Regions from separate parts of the Zea mays genome. Here all the other regions are linked to region 3. The links are chromatin contacts, called in public Hi-C maps. All regions are on one chromosome and are shown on one strand. Each heading gives the region's core, a stretch centred on a gene start, on an enhancer-like site or on the middle of the called end of the contact. The rest is flanking DNA. Distances are from core to core; before and after follow the strand shown. Region 1 holds the start of LOC100194081. Region 2 holds the start of LOC100280018. Region 3 holds the start of LOC100276010.

The links. A called contact is a pair of places that touch in the nucleus more often than the background predicts.
Region 1: a contact with region 3 is called in a Hi-C map of ear, with 3 times the contacts expected there. The contact joins the promoter of LOC100194081 here to the promoter of LOC100276010 in region 3. A contact is called at or near these places in 3 of 25 Hi-C or Micro-C datasets (bundle sheath, ear and tassel).
Region 2: a Hi-C map of ear shows a contact between it and region 3, with 1.8 times the contacts expected there. The contact joins the promoter of LOC100280018 here to the promoter of LOC100276010 in region 3. A contact is called at or near these places in 2 of 25 Hi-C or Micro-C datasets (ear and tassel).

What each region holds. Positions count from the first base shown.
Region 1 is chr2:31,034,536-31,039,001 of Zm-B73-REFERENCE-NAM-5.0, forward strand. It overlaps LOC100194081, which reads left to right and starts at 2,157. Exons shown (of 2, transcript NM_001139136.1): 1 at 2,157-2,412; 2 at 4,210-4,466. The coding sequence starts at 2,192.
Region 2 is chr2:31,105,583-31,110,250 of Zm-B73-REFERENCE-NAM-5.0, forward strand. LOC100280018 reads right to left here and starts at 2,961. Exons shown (of 10, transcript NM_001152963.1): 1 at 2,798-2,961; 2 at 2,537-2,674; 3 at 1,611-1,699; 4 at 1,431-1,515; 5 at 1,220-1,279; 6 at 1,043-1,136; 7 at 741-838; 8 at 344-523. The coding sequence starts at 2,809.
Region 3 is chr2:30,625,042-30,629,756 of Zm-B73-REFERENCE-NAM-5.0, forward strand. LOC100276010 reads left to right here and starts at 3,056. Exons shown (of 1, transcript NM_001149904.2): 1 at 3,056-3,992. The coding sequence starts at 3,539. The coding sequence ends at 3,808.

The sequences.
Region 1 (4,466 bases), core at 907-3,406, 410 kb after region 3:
CAAAAGTGTATGGTGCTACGTGTCTGATGACTAACGATGTACGAGGGAATTTCTTCCGGTATGTGTGGAACATGCTCTCCAATGATGAGACCATGCAAATCGTGACATATATCGAAGTCTGCATGATACTGATGGTTGTAATGTAGTGCTGAAACAGATAGATTATAAATAACAAAATTTATGTATGGCCAGAATCACAAATTGATTATGAAACATTTTCTCATAACGGTATAACACACATTTTGTATATAAGTTATCGTAGTATACTGGTATTATATATTCTTGTTGCAACGCACGGGCATTCAGCTAGTATATACATATGCCTTCAATGGAGCTATAGTTTGTTTCATGGTCATGGCTTGAGATTTACAGTGATCGCGTCATGTGTTTCAAGATTTAGAAACTCGTAATGCCATCTGTATGGGTACACAAAGTTTATATATTTACCAATGATCGTGTTATACATTCTGATTTATTATTTAGGATCAGACTTTACAATGAATAAAAAAGAAAGCTACCAAAGATAAGACAAAAAGATGGCTTACTTGAGCTTATCTCGTGACATTATAGTAAGTAAAATAGGAATGATATTATTAAGCTTTTGAGATTTTGATTACAAACTATTTAACAAGTTGAAGAACTTCAAAATCAAAGTTTAAACAAAAAGGATAAAAGATATGACAAAAACTTTGAAACATCGACAAGTGGACAGCTTATTGAGGATCACCAGAGCACCCGCTGTGTGGTTTCCAATAGATCTGGCGAAGTGCATTTTTGTAGAATATTCTAGAGAATTTACAACCTTTGCAACGAGTACATGCTCGGCAGTAATGAACTTCGGATCTACTAGATATGGACAGATTATTGAAAGGTCAGTGTGCATAACACAGGGTACGGTGACCCCGCACACAATTTCTCATCAGATGAACATGAGTTTTTTTTAATAATCCTATACATAAAAATAACAACTTCTAGTTAGAAGATACGACCAAAACACAAGAAAATTATAGTACCGCCGTAGATTCAATGCGCTTATATATAGTTTTGAACTAACAAATCATTGAGTGAAGTCTAGTAACTTGGCCACAGCATAGTATCATTATACAATCTGGTACTGGTGTTCACAAGATCATCCGGTCGGTGTTTAAAAAAAATACCGGTCGAGCAACATCTGGTGGGTTTGGTAATTTGGTTTATGCTATTTTGATCCACTAGTCAATTTTTAGGAAAAAAAACTACATAATCCCTCACCTTTTTTCTTTTATATCTATTTCACTCTTGTAGAAGTAGTAGAAGTCGATACTGAATAAAAACCAAGCGAACATGTGTCAAGCACCTTAGACTTTTATAAACCAGCTGTTCAATCCCAGTCCAAACTAGTTCACACTGATATGATAACTTTAGGCATCTACACTTCACTTCATATATCAAAACAACGTTGAACTAGACATAGTCACTTATACATTACTCCAACTAAACTTTAGTTCTAGGTGGTCTATTTTTTTTGAATTTATTTGGTGATTAAACTTAGTTTAACTAAATTTTAGATCTAAGTGATCTGAACATGTCTTAAGAGAAGTTTGTCCTAGAAACTTCCAAATGTAAAAGAAACACCATTGAACAGGAAATTTATTTGGTGATTCTCTCTGCTCCATAAAAATATCATTCTCATTTCCCAAGTTGTCAAAATTTCCATCTTTAGCCAAATATATATAGAACTACTAATATATTTATATATAATAATTATTACTAGATAGATCTTTAAATATATTTTTTATAATAAACTTATTTAAGATACAAATGCAACTAATATTTTCTGAGAATGTAGTTAAATTTTAACTTTAAAAATATCCAGCCCATATCTATATAAATAAATAAATAAAATGCTCAGCACACCTCACATTCTCAACGTGTCTCCCTCGAGGCCCATTATCCCATACCATCACCTGCGAGCTGGTTCTAGACAAAATATATTCAAAGTCCAAGGGAGGAGATGAAAATCTCATACCCATGGCATGACAAATAAAGACAGGCATGGGCCCGGTGCACGCTCCTTCCAAAAGGAGCCGATCTCAAAAACAGAACAGTGTCCGCATTTCAAACTGGGCTCCATAAAGTTCTGTCGCCTCGCCTGTGACCTGTAGGGTGTAGGGTAGCAGCAGGCAGCGGAGGGGAGAGAGAGAGAGGGGGGATGGATTCTCAAGCGCCGCTTCGTCCTCCTCTAGCTTTCGCCTGCTTCATCTTCCTTTGCTCATCCTTCTGCGCAGCAAATGGGATGTACGACAGGGTTGGTGCGGCGGCGTCAGATGGGGAGAGCAGGAGGATGCGGCTGCACACCGACGGGAGCCGCGGCGACGCGCACGCGTGGCCTGGGTACCTCTACACCCGAGCAGTTGGGAGATGCACACCCCAGTAAGCAACTCAAACCACTCCCAGTCCCGTTCTTGGAATCAAATGTAGTGCCTTCCTTAGGTCGATGTTAAGAGGGTCTAGCTTTCAGTTGGTTAGTCCAGCAACTTTTGTTGCTCATTGTGTCGAGCACATATGTCGAGCACATATCCTGTGCAATCACTCATTTTGGTGCAAGCGTGCAATCAAACTATCCAGAGCATCCAATCTAGATCCTACGGTTTCATATGGAAGAGGTTAAAAGTAAAATAGGCACTATGTTTTAGGAAGACATTGAATCTATCCTGGTCAAGGAAGTAAATGAATAAGAGGCTGCATCTTGGGATGTTCCTGCGTGTAATCTTTCCTGGTCAAGGAAGTCGGTGGTTTTAGATACCTCCAGAGTACACACTGACACTGTAGGAGCTGGATGCTCTGTAGCGTACTAAACCGAACCTTTTAAGTTCAGGATGCAGAGAATGAGAAGGCATGAAAATGAGAGCCTTTTTGGTTGGTTGATGCAAGATGTGTCCCAAAAATTTAATCTTCTGGGGATTGGTAGATCTCAAATAATTGCCGCTTCAGCCATAAAATTCCAGTTTTTTCGTACTTATACTATTGCAGCGCAACCCTTTGCGAGCCCACCACCTCAAACGTCCTTACTTGAAATACCTTGTCGTACACTCCATCCCGAGCTAAAATTCCTAAGCAAACCATCCCATGGAATCGTCCTGGTAGGCTGTACAGCACTTGCTCCATCGAGTACGTTTCGGCTTTTGAACAAGAAGTTAGGACGTTGTCTGGTCAGGTAGAGATGTCGTTGAGCCATTGGCAATTTTGCCATTATCATTTGTGGGCTTCGCCAGTATGCCATCAGACCCACAAATCATAGACACAGACGGTCCCACCAGTCATAGACACGGGATGGCATAATAACAGGCAGCCAAAATTGAGAGTGGCAAAATAGCAAATTTCTCAGATGATGTCGTTGTAAGTTGTAACAATGTTCTTCCTTGGTAATCATGTCACTCCTTATTTGCAGTATCTGTATGTGGCGCAATTTTCCATTTTTTGAGTTGGTTGTTGTGAGTGCTCAACCATCATAAAACAGCTCCTGTCCTGGCCTAGTCCCATGACATTAGGACCATCCACATTGGTTTCATTAATTATACAAATCTATGAGCATTTCGTCGATCTCAAGCTTTGGTTGTCGTTGTTGTCCTGTTGTGGGGCGTCCTGTTATTAAGAGAAGTTGTTTGGGCTTGTGGCCTTGGGGGGCGTTCTCTGCAATAGATGCATTGCTATCATAACATCTGTGTGATCCAGTTCTGTGGATCACGCCTTTCTACATACGATTTTTATGGCGACAAGTCAGCAAAATGGCTACAACTACCTGCTGGTGCAGCTTGGTAAAAAAAAAAATCCCATCCATGGTGAGTTTTTAAAAAATAATCATAGTTATGGCCTTATGGGTACTGACAACCAGCTAATTGCTAAACAATATCGAGTCCAAAAGAGTCCTTCCATGAATCTAGGGAAGGAAAAACACATCTAGGGAATAAAAAGAGTTCTTGATCAGTTTTATACATCTGGCAATCAAATAAAACTTGGGAACACGTTCCTTTTCCTTTACATCATAGTAGTTATTAGCTGTTGGCCTACTGATGCTCTTTCTGTATGGAACACAACTTCCTTTTTGGATTGTTTTTCCTCAGTACTAACATCTATTTGTGAGTGTCTGCCAAACACTATAACTGTTTATTAAGATGTTGGCGAGATCCTCGTATCAATATCACATTACCGTCTGCAAACACACTGCAGATTCTGGAGCAGCGGAGCCGAGCCCTGGCCCAACATCGTCCCACAGGAAGCGGCGGTGGCGAAGGTGTTCGGGTCTAGGTCCGTGGAGCGCTACGGGCCGCGCCTCACCCTGCTGGAAGCTACCATGAGGACCGACGATGCCGGTGGCAGCGCCTTCGTGAAGCTCGTGAAGCAAGGGAGCGCCGCCCTCCTCAACGCCTACGCGAGGAGAGGGTTCCCTTTCGACTCCTGGGAGGTGAAGGCCCTGCTGCTGGAGG
Region 2 (4,668 bases), core at 1,711-4,210, 480 kb after region 3:
CCCAAAGGTTAGTCTATCTCGTGTGCACACAACTAGAGGAACTAGCGAGTGATTTTTTTTAAAATCTCAGCCTGGAATTCGCTCACACAAGGATTCGAAATCAGGACCTAAAGAGTGCTACTCATACCACTAACCAACTCAGATAAAGCCCTTTCGCTCTCCTAGATAATATTAATATAAGCAGAAGTTCATGTAGATCTACGCTGGCATGTGGTGTCGTATGGTTGCATTTGCAATGCATGTCAAGTGCAATTTTTCACTGTGTATATTTGCCTGATGATGGTGTAATGGAACAGCTACAATGATAGGATAGACGATGATATGTCATCCTGCAAATATGTACCTTGCCTTGAGTTGTTGAACAAACAGTAGATGCCAATCCAATTCCAGCTCCAATTCCCATGACATTGAAAAGTGTTGATATGGCTTCCCCTTTAGCAAATAAATCACTAAGATTGCCTTCTTTGGCGAAAGAAGAGTAAATTGGAAGCCTCGTTGCTCTTGCTGCAACAACGGCCATTCCCTGCAATAAGAAGTAATGTAACATACTAACATTTAACATTGCAGCTCAATTTTCAGACAGAAAAACCAGGAAAATATATTGTCATTGCAATGTTAACCATTCTGTATGGTTATTTGAGTCTATGTTAAGGGAAACATTTCTTACTCGTTCATAAATACTAAAACACAACTTTGCATGCAAAAATGTCAAATAGAAGAAATTCAGTTAGAAAGGCCACCTTCGCAAAATTTCCCAAGCCTGCTACTTCAAGGAAAAGTTGTGGACACAGCGGCGAAACAACTTCCAATGCAGTACCAAGATCGTAGAGAACATCAGCTGTCAAAATAGAGCAGTAGAAACATAAATAATATGGAAAATGGTGAAATGACTTCCAAGGCAGTGACAAAACCATAAAGAACATAGACTGTCAGACCTACAGAAATAGGCATGAATAGCATAATCTAGAGAAACAGCAACAAAAAAGGGGAAACTGTAAATGTGTCAATATAAGGTCACGGGATTCATATCACCATTTCTCACCAAGTATCCTCCAACTCTTTGGTTCAGAATCCATTCTTGCACCCATGCTGCTACAAATGAGCTTTCCTGCGTGCTGCATTCCATCTTTTAGAATCTGAAATACATAGAGAAAATCAGCCAATATGTTTCATAGCAGTACCTGCTTGGACTTTAGCATCTCTGTCATCATATGCTTACCCAACTTACAGCAGTTGCTTGCGCCGGGGTAGGTCGCAAACCTGCAGCAAACAGCAAGGACTGAGCCGCAGCCCACTTGAGCAGTCAGTTGACGAGCATAATTGAAGTGAGCAGAAGTCAAAGAGCTCAAATGCTTGAAAGCCTGTTCTGAAAGACCAACTGGAATTCATGGAATCAACACACACACAACATATGAAAAGGATTTACTGACCTGTGTTGATAGCACATGTAGCATAGCACTCGAGAAATGCTGTAGCACACGGAATTTGGTATAAGTTAAGTAACCTTCATTCACACTGCATGATTAATAGAAGAGACCCAGAGACTTAGCATAATAGGATGTATCCCGGCAGAATTATCTAGAATAGCAACAAGCCTAGGAACTCCATACCTGTATGGATAACCTGATGGGAAAAATTTGTTCAAGAAAGAATCAACAAGTTTGTCATGTATAGGTCTAGAATCCTGAATAACTTTTACCTGCAGGAAAATAAGAGTTATTGACTAATAGCAAATTGAATAAAACCTTTTGATATTAATGAAGTAAGGCTTCACTGATTTCGCTACAGAATCATGCTTGCACACTTAGGTTATATGATTTTAATTTGTCCAAGCAAACATTTAGAGGTTGTATTTCAGGCATCAAGTTGTACATTTCTGAGGTACTGGTACAGCGAGAGAAATGAAGGCCTGTAAATATGTGTGCCATTGAGGCAAATCATTACTATCATCAAAATAAACAGCCTAGCAGCTCAGCCTCAGATACTGTGATTAGTTTTTAAGCTATCTCCATGATCTGTAGTGCAATGTTAAAACTGCAGCTGGCATAACCATTCTGAAGTTATATATAACTTATAATAGGGGTGACAAAGTACATGGGTTCATCAACAAGTTGAACATGTTCAAGCAGGCAAATCATTTGGTTACCCAACAAAAATGTTTGGAATGTTGAGAAGATGGTCTATCACAGCACTGATTGCAATCTGCAAAACTTCAAAGGCAAAACGCCGACCAACCACAAAACCTTTTAGCAGAAAACAACCGTGGCAATCAGGAGAATGCTAGTGCCTAGTTAAAACGCTCTGGTCCCATTTCCCCCTCTGCTCTTCCTCTTGTTTAATGGAAGTGCTAGTGGGGAACACCTACTCTGGTACTTGCTGAAAGAATGTAAAGCATGCTCAGCTAACATGGTGTTAAGTCATCCCACGGGCAGATTTCTGTTCCCCCACAGGAAGGATAAAAGTCTGCGATATAATAGAACAGTATGCGGTGTGGGATTCAGGAAATTAATAGCTCCAGGTAAAAGAGAAAGCTTACAGAGATGCTGCGGCTACCGCTGCCGGCGGCGTCGAAGCTGCAGAGCCGTGAGACGGACTCCGAAATCTCCACCCAGCACTCCGGCCGCGGGGGGCGCTCCGTGGCAGCCGCCCTGTCGCCACCTCCACGTATCCTTTCCTGTGAGATATTTCGCGCAGAGAGGGGGAAGAATAAGGGCGGTTTCATTCAGCACAAGGAAACTATGCATGGCGAACAAGGCGCTGGAGCAACTGGTAGGAGGATCGAGGCGCCTCTGCTTACGAGTATGTTCATCTAGGTTAGCTCGGAGCGCGGCACGGGAGCTCGAGCCTCGACGTCGCCGCCGCTTCAGCGCTGCCTTGACGCCACCCCTTCACGGTTGATGTCTGGTGGCCGTTCTACCTCTCACCGCCCGGTCGCGGTGAGACCGGGACGCCGCCCGAGGCCGAGCTCGGCGGAAGGGTCGAAGGGATATGGGGGGATGGGGGCAGCAGAATCAGAAAGACGGCGGGGTGGGTTCCTTCCCTGACTCGCTCGTCATCCGGCCCGGGGCCCGTCACCCGCAGCTGGATTGCGGATTGCATCCGTGTTTCTTTCCTCCGAGTCAGCCCAGATTCTAGCCGGTCAAGTTGGGCCTAAGGGTAGGAGGAGACGGGCAGCCCAGCCGTTTCATTTCCCTTTCGATGAGAGTGTCAAAATGTTTTCTTTTCTATAAGCCTATCTGCATATCTCCAACAGTTAATTCATCCTCATAATTATATTCAAACTATATTCTATGAATATTATAGAATGTAGTATAGAATAGTGTATATGAGTAAACTTTAGATAATCTACTAGAGCGATCTAAAGCATATGAGCTTTTAGAGCATCTCTAACTGCTCATATTATTTTTCTCCCAATATCTATATATTGGGCTCCTCCTAAAAGTCTAAAAGCTCAAAAGTATATCCAACTTCAACAGCTCCTTACAAAAATACCCCAACACAGCCTATCTCGCTGGTGCCGCTAGGTACAACTGCTCGATTTTTTTTATGTTGCCTACTTGATGCCGACTGAGAATTTTGTTGACAAGACAATTTGTTATCTGAAGTTTTCTGACCTTTCTCCAAGTAAGTGACCTAGTGCTATATTAGTTTTTCTATTTTTTGATCAAATCTGTACAGGGCGGCATGATATATGTTTATTGGATTTTTTTTATTTCTTGGCTCGTCCTCAAATTGACAATGTGAGTGTCTGATTTTGGGATATCGGAAAAATTGGTAGCATAGATCAGGAGTTTATCCCTAAGACCTAGTTTGACAACCTCATTTTTCTATAGGATTTTCAATTTTCCAAAGGATAATCAACTTATTTTATTTGGAAAATGAAAAACCCTTGGAAAATTGGGGTTCTCAAACCAGCCCTAAACTATTGTTTTGAAGGTAACAATTAGAAGCCATTGAAGATGCTCTTGCCACTAGTAGAAAAGAGCTCAAAACCTGCGGCACCCATAAATTATCACTGACGGTTTCAGTTACCGCGCGCCAATAGAAAAATCAGGTGGGCCCGGCTTGGGAACCACCAGTGGAGACCTATTTTCACTGGCGGTTCTCTTAACACAACCGCCAGTGGAAATAGGATATTTACACTGGCGGTTGGTGTAACAGAACCGCCAGTGAAAATCTAATTTCCGCTGGCGGTTCTGTCACTGGCGGTTGTGTTAAGATAACCGCCAGTGGAAATAGGTTTCCACTGGCGGTTTTTCAAGCCAACCATCAGTGAACTATGTGTTATAAATACCACTCTTCCTCCCCGACAGGAGCTGTAGCTCGCAGCCAACTTCCATTGGAGGCGATTTTGGAGGTTCAGATTTCACAAAATACAAGGGGGAGGTTTTGGTCTTCATTTTTTGGAAGAAGGTGAATAAGAAAGGTTGGTTTATGTTTCTTTGTCAATTTTTGTTCATTATTGCTCAATTTTAGCCACATTTTGGATTTAGGGTTTTATATGTGAGAGAGAAGAGTATAGCTAGGTTATTTTCTCTATTTCCTCAAATGAGGTTGCTTAAGATGGTTAGATTTTGTCTATTCCTTCTCCTTTTTCATGTTTAGTTCTCAAATCAGTTTATCCATGACACATATTTAGTTGCTTAATGAATGGTGAATGTGTTGTAT
Region 3 (4,715 bases), core at 1,806-4,305:
CCTAGCTTGTACCCCCTGGCATGGCGCAAAAATAGATCGGTGGCTGAACAATTGGTTAACCTCAATTGGACGAGAGGTCTCTGGAGAATGGAAAATGTTCAACAGATGGCTGAATTCATACAATTGTGGAACCATATTGAGGGGGTGCAGCTCAATGACCAGGAAGATTGCATTCGGTGGATATGGACCGAGAATGGAGTGTACTCTTCCAAATCAGCTTATCTTGCACAATTCAAGGGCTCTTACAGTGCTTTCAAAGCAAAATCTATCTGGAAGGCGCACGCCGAAGGGAAACATAAGTTCTTTGTGTGGCTGCTCATTCAAGCAAAGATCCTCACAGCAGATAAACTAAGTCAAAGAAATTGGCCATGCAATCCTGTGTGTGTCCTTTGCGATCAAGAGCCGGAGACTGCGATTCACCTTTGCCTCAAGTGCCCATTTGCTTTGGAAGTGTGGGAGTTAGTCAGGTCGTGGACCAATAATCTGATCATGCCGCCCAGCTCAGATATTCAGAGCTTCGATTCATGGTGGGCTGCTGTGCTCCAAAACAAATCGAAAGAAGATCAACTCACTGTTTCGGGTTTGCTTATGTACTTCACCTGAAATATTTGGAAGGAGCGGAATCGGCGTATTTTTGAGGGCAAGCAAGCATCGACACAAGTGGTCTTTCATCTGGCCAAACAAGAAATGGCGTTGAGACGAGCTGCAGTTGGGCATCCATGTGTAGTGTAATGTCTTCTCTTTTTTGGATTGTGTTTGAGTGTTTTTCGTTATATGTAATAGCAACTTTTTAAGACTCTTGTTTCCCTTCTCTCCTTAAATGAAATAGCAGAGCTCCTGCACTAAGTTTTCAAAAAAAAAGTTTCGGTATGTTGCAGTTTTCAGAGCAGTATGCTACGCTACGTAGTACATACATGTGAATGGACTACAGATGCATGTGCGATGATGCTTCTATTCTTATTTATCTTTGAAACTTAAACTTCAGGTATGCCTGTCTAAAGGTTTAGGCGCCCCCGTTGGATTCAAAGGCCTTCATTGACAAGATCTGTTCATGTGTGTTTCTATGTTTAAACTGCAGCGTTGTATTATTGTAAAAAAGAAAAGAACTGCAGGTTACAATGGAAATATGATTATAAGAATAATACCTTCAGGCCAAAACTCTTCGGAAGTCCTGAACTTGTCACTCTTGCTCATTTTCCTGGAAGGGCTGAACAGAATTGAACAGTTTACAGTGGACTCACTGTGAGGATGTACATTATTTTTAAAATATGATTTAACATTTCAATGTCCTTGTTAATGCTATCTTATTATCATTCTTCTTGACTTTCTGGAGTATTACCATTACTAACATCAATGATGTACCAAAATTAGGAATATCGACTGTTTTTTAACCCACACAATACCATTATACTACATCCATTCTAACTATTCATATGACCTCCTTTACTTATTCAGTGTCAAGCTTGTCCTTGATTACCAAATTTCAGATACCGATGTTCAATATGAAGTGAGATGTTTTAAGGTAGAGATGCAAAGGCTTCCGCCGTTTTTATTTTTTACTATAACCGTTCCGGTTTATGTGTGGCAGTGTGATTATGTGAAAATGTCACTGATATGTTCTTATGTTTTCAGAAAGTTATTGAAGAGACACTGATGAAGTACTGAATTTGAGCATTCGGTAGGTCCTACTACGAAGAACTCGTACGGGCACTAGGACACCCTGATCAGATGCATCATCTCGGTAGCTTTTCCTATAAGGTCTTGTTCGGTTATTCCCGTCCTGTGTGGTTGAATGTGATTGAAAAAAATTATGAAGGATTTTGACTTATTTGGAATTTAAACTCATCCAGTCCCACTCAATCCACATGGATTAAGAGAAAAACGAACCAGCCCTAATTGATTCGAAGATATTGGAGCCACACCAAGCCTTTGCTGAATAAGTGTTGCTTTTCACTCGTTTGTCGGATGTGTCCATTCTTGTGCTTTAGAGCATCTCCAATAGACTCTTTATTTTTTGCTCTCTATTTAACTCTCTATTTAATTTTTTATAATGGTTGCACTCTATATGTAGCATCTCACTCCAACAGACTATCTATTTAGTTTTGCTAGTCAGATGATTAGCCAAATTTAGCTAGTGAGAGAGCAAATTTAGATAGTCAGATAGCTTGACGAGTCAAATAGCTAATCTGTTGGAAAGTTATTTTGCTATTGAATAGCCAAAATTTAGTTTGACGAGTTATTTAACTAGTCTCTTGGAGATATGCTCTTAGTCTGTCTGCGTAGAATTGCCCGATCCATGTTCACTTCCTGGTAAGATGGATGTGGTGAAAATAAATGAAAATGAATAGGTCTTTCCCTAAAATAAAAAGGTAAATGGGACAACAGAAGGAAAAAATTAGAACAGGACCTATAATATACAGAGACATGACAATGGAAACCAAAGGTAAAACCCAAGCATTTCGTTGCAGAATGCGGAAAATATGACCCGGCTTCAATTAGAAGATGATATATGTTGGGTGTTTTTTAATCTTTCGAAAGTCCTGGTACATTTTCCGGCTTCAATTAATAATCTGAAGAGAGTTACATGTGTCTAGGGGTGGTAATTATTCATGGTCTAAATGTTTCTTTACTAACTGTTAGGGTATTAAATTAATTTTAGTTTAAAAATGAATAGAGATATAATCTGATTCTAATATGATCTGTTTCTTAAATTTTATAATGTAAAATTTAGAGCCATTGCCATCCTAGGCGCATGGGGAACAAATGCAAGAAGCCGAACTCTTTAGTGTTAGTCTCTGCGTGAAACATGGATGTTTGGGCTTCATGCTTGACACTTGACAGGATTTCATAACCTGTCCCCAGTTTAAGACTTCAAGTCTTGATTTTATTTCAAAACGTTTAGGGCTTAGGCGCTTAGCTAGGAAAGGCTTATCATTCAGGACATGCAAAGCTAGCAGCAGTAGGGTATGAGTTGTTCTATCTTATCACACCATTGTCATGGTCTGCTGATGCCTCCATCAGTACAACTACCACATGTTGTGTCGTTTGTGAAGATGCTCTTCGTTTCTGTAGCTCCTTCAGCTGTTCACGCACTCCTCCCTGCTGCCCATCGCGCCAGGACAATTCTGTAGTCCAAGCTACGCACGCACCGCTGCGCCCTAGAGCGCGCTACGCACCCAGAGCAATGTCAGCGTCATAGGCATTGTGCTGGCCGCAGTACACGCACAGTACAGACGCTGCTGCTACCTGGCGAGCTGCACATACAAGAAGCAGTGGCATTGGCACTGTTGGCTGCTGGGTGCAAAACCCTGACCTGGCGACGAGCGGGATCCAGAGTTCCAGACGAATCCAGGCAGAGAGGCGACCGATGCAAACGGGTGCGGCCGCGGGGGCCGCCTGCGCGCACGTACGGATGATGGCACGGCAGGTCGGCTAGTCTCGTGACGAGATCACGAGGAGGCGCCGACGATCTCGCTGCCGAGGGCGCGGGGCGCACCCGTACCGCGCTGGCGCCCGCCGCCGCGGAAACAGTCGTCTCATGGGCCATTTGTGCTGGTTCGGCCGTTTAGCTAGACCCAGGCCCGGGACGCTTCTGGCCTTCTATCTAGGCCCGCCCGCGCGCGCGCGGTTAGAAAACAAGGAGGACACGGGTAAAACTGCCGGGCCTGATGCATGCATTTGCGACGGCGGCAGACCTGTTCCATGTTTCAACTCCAAGGTGTTTCTAGTGACTATCTTTATCAATAAAAAAAACAGATCAGCAGATCAACTGGATTCAGACAAGCATGATAGGTTAGGAAGTCACTAGCAGTATGCCAGTATGTGTACGACATGCAAGGCGCCAACGTTATGTAGGAAGAAAGCTGTCAATATGGCAATTGTTGAGGACCATTTGTGACACTGGACACGGCCAGACGGTCCATCCTTAAGCACAACATGCTGTAACTGATGTTATACACATTACACTATCAATATTGCAGAGTATAGTATTCTTATTAAAGGGATCATAACGCCTAATAATAAAGGGTGAATTAGACAACTTTAAAATATATTTTTAAAATTAAGTTCTCTAATTATGACCTAATCAAAACCTATCAAGAAGGTAATTTTGCTATCTTTATCGTAAAAGAGTTATGCAACCTAAGTTACAATCATATCGCTAGCCTAGCAAGCTAACATAGGCAAGTAATAAATAAAGTATAAAAGGTTAATTGAGATATAGATGCAAACTCTCCTCGATGACTTTGGTATTTTTACCGAGGTATCGAGAAACTCACACTTTTCTCTTGTTCTTGCTGGATTCCCTCGCAATGATGCCCTTGCAAGGGCCAAGCTCCTGGCCGAGTAACTTCTTGGATAGCCATCAGGTCTTCTTAGCGCACAAGTGGATCTCTGAGATGGCCTATCTTGAATCGCTCCATGTCGTCGTCACTATCGATCTCTCGAACGATAAGAAAAATGGAACAATGCCCATTTATAGTTAAAATTTTGGTGTTTGATGATCAACATAACCATTCAAACTAATATTATTTGGTAGTGTTTTTTTGTTATAGCTCAAATGATACAAAGTGGGCTTGGATGAAGGCTAAGGGTCATCTGAATGGTCAACATCTCAAGCAAGACATTGGAAGGCATGATTGAAGACCTTCGAGTACATGCAAGAGTCCAAGGAACAAGATGGAAGAAGACTAGACCAATACATATGAAGAAATAAA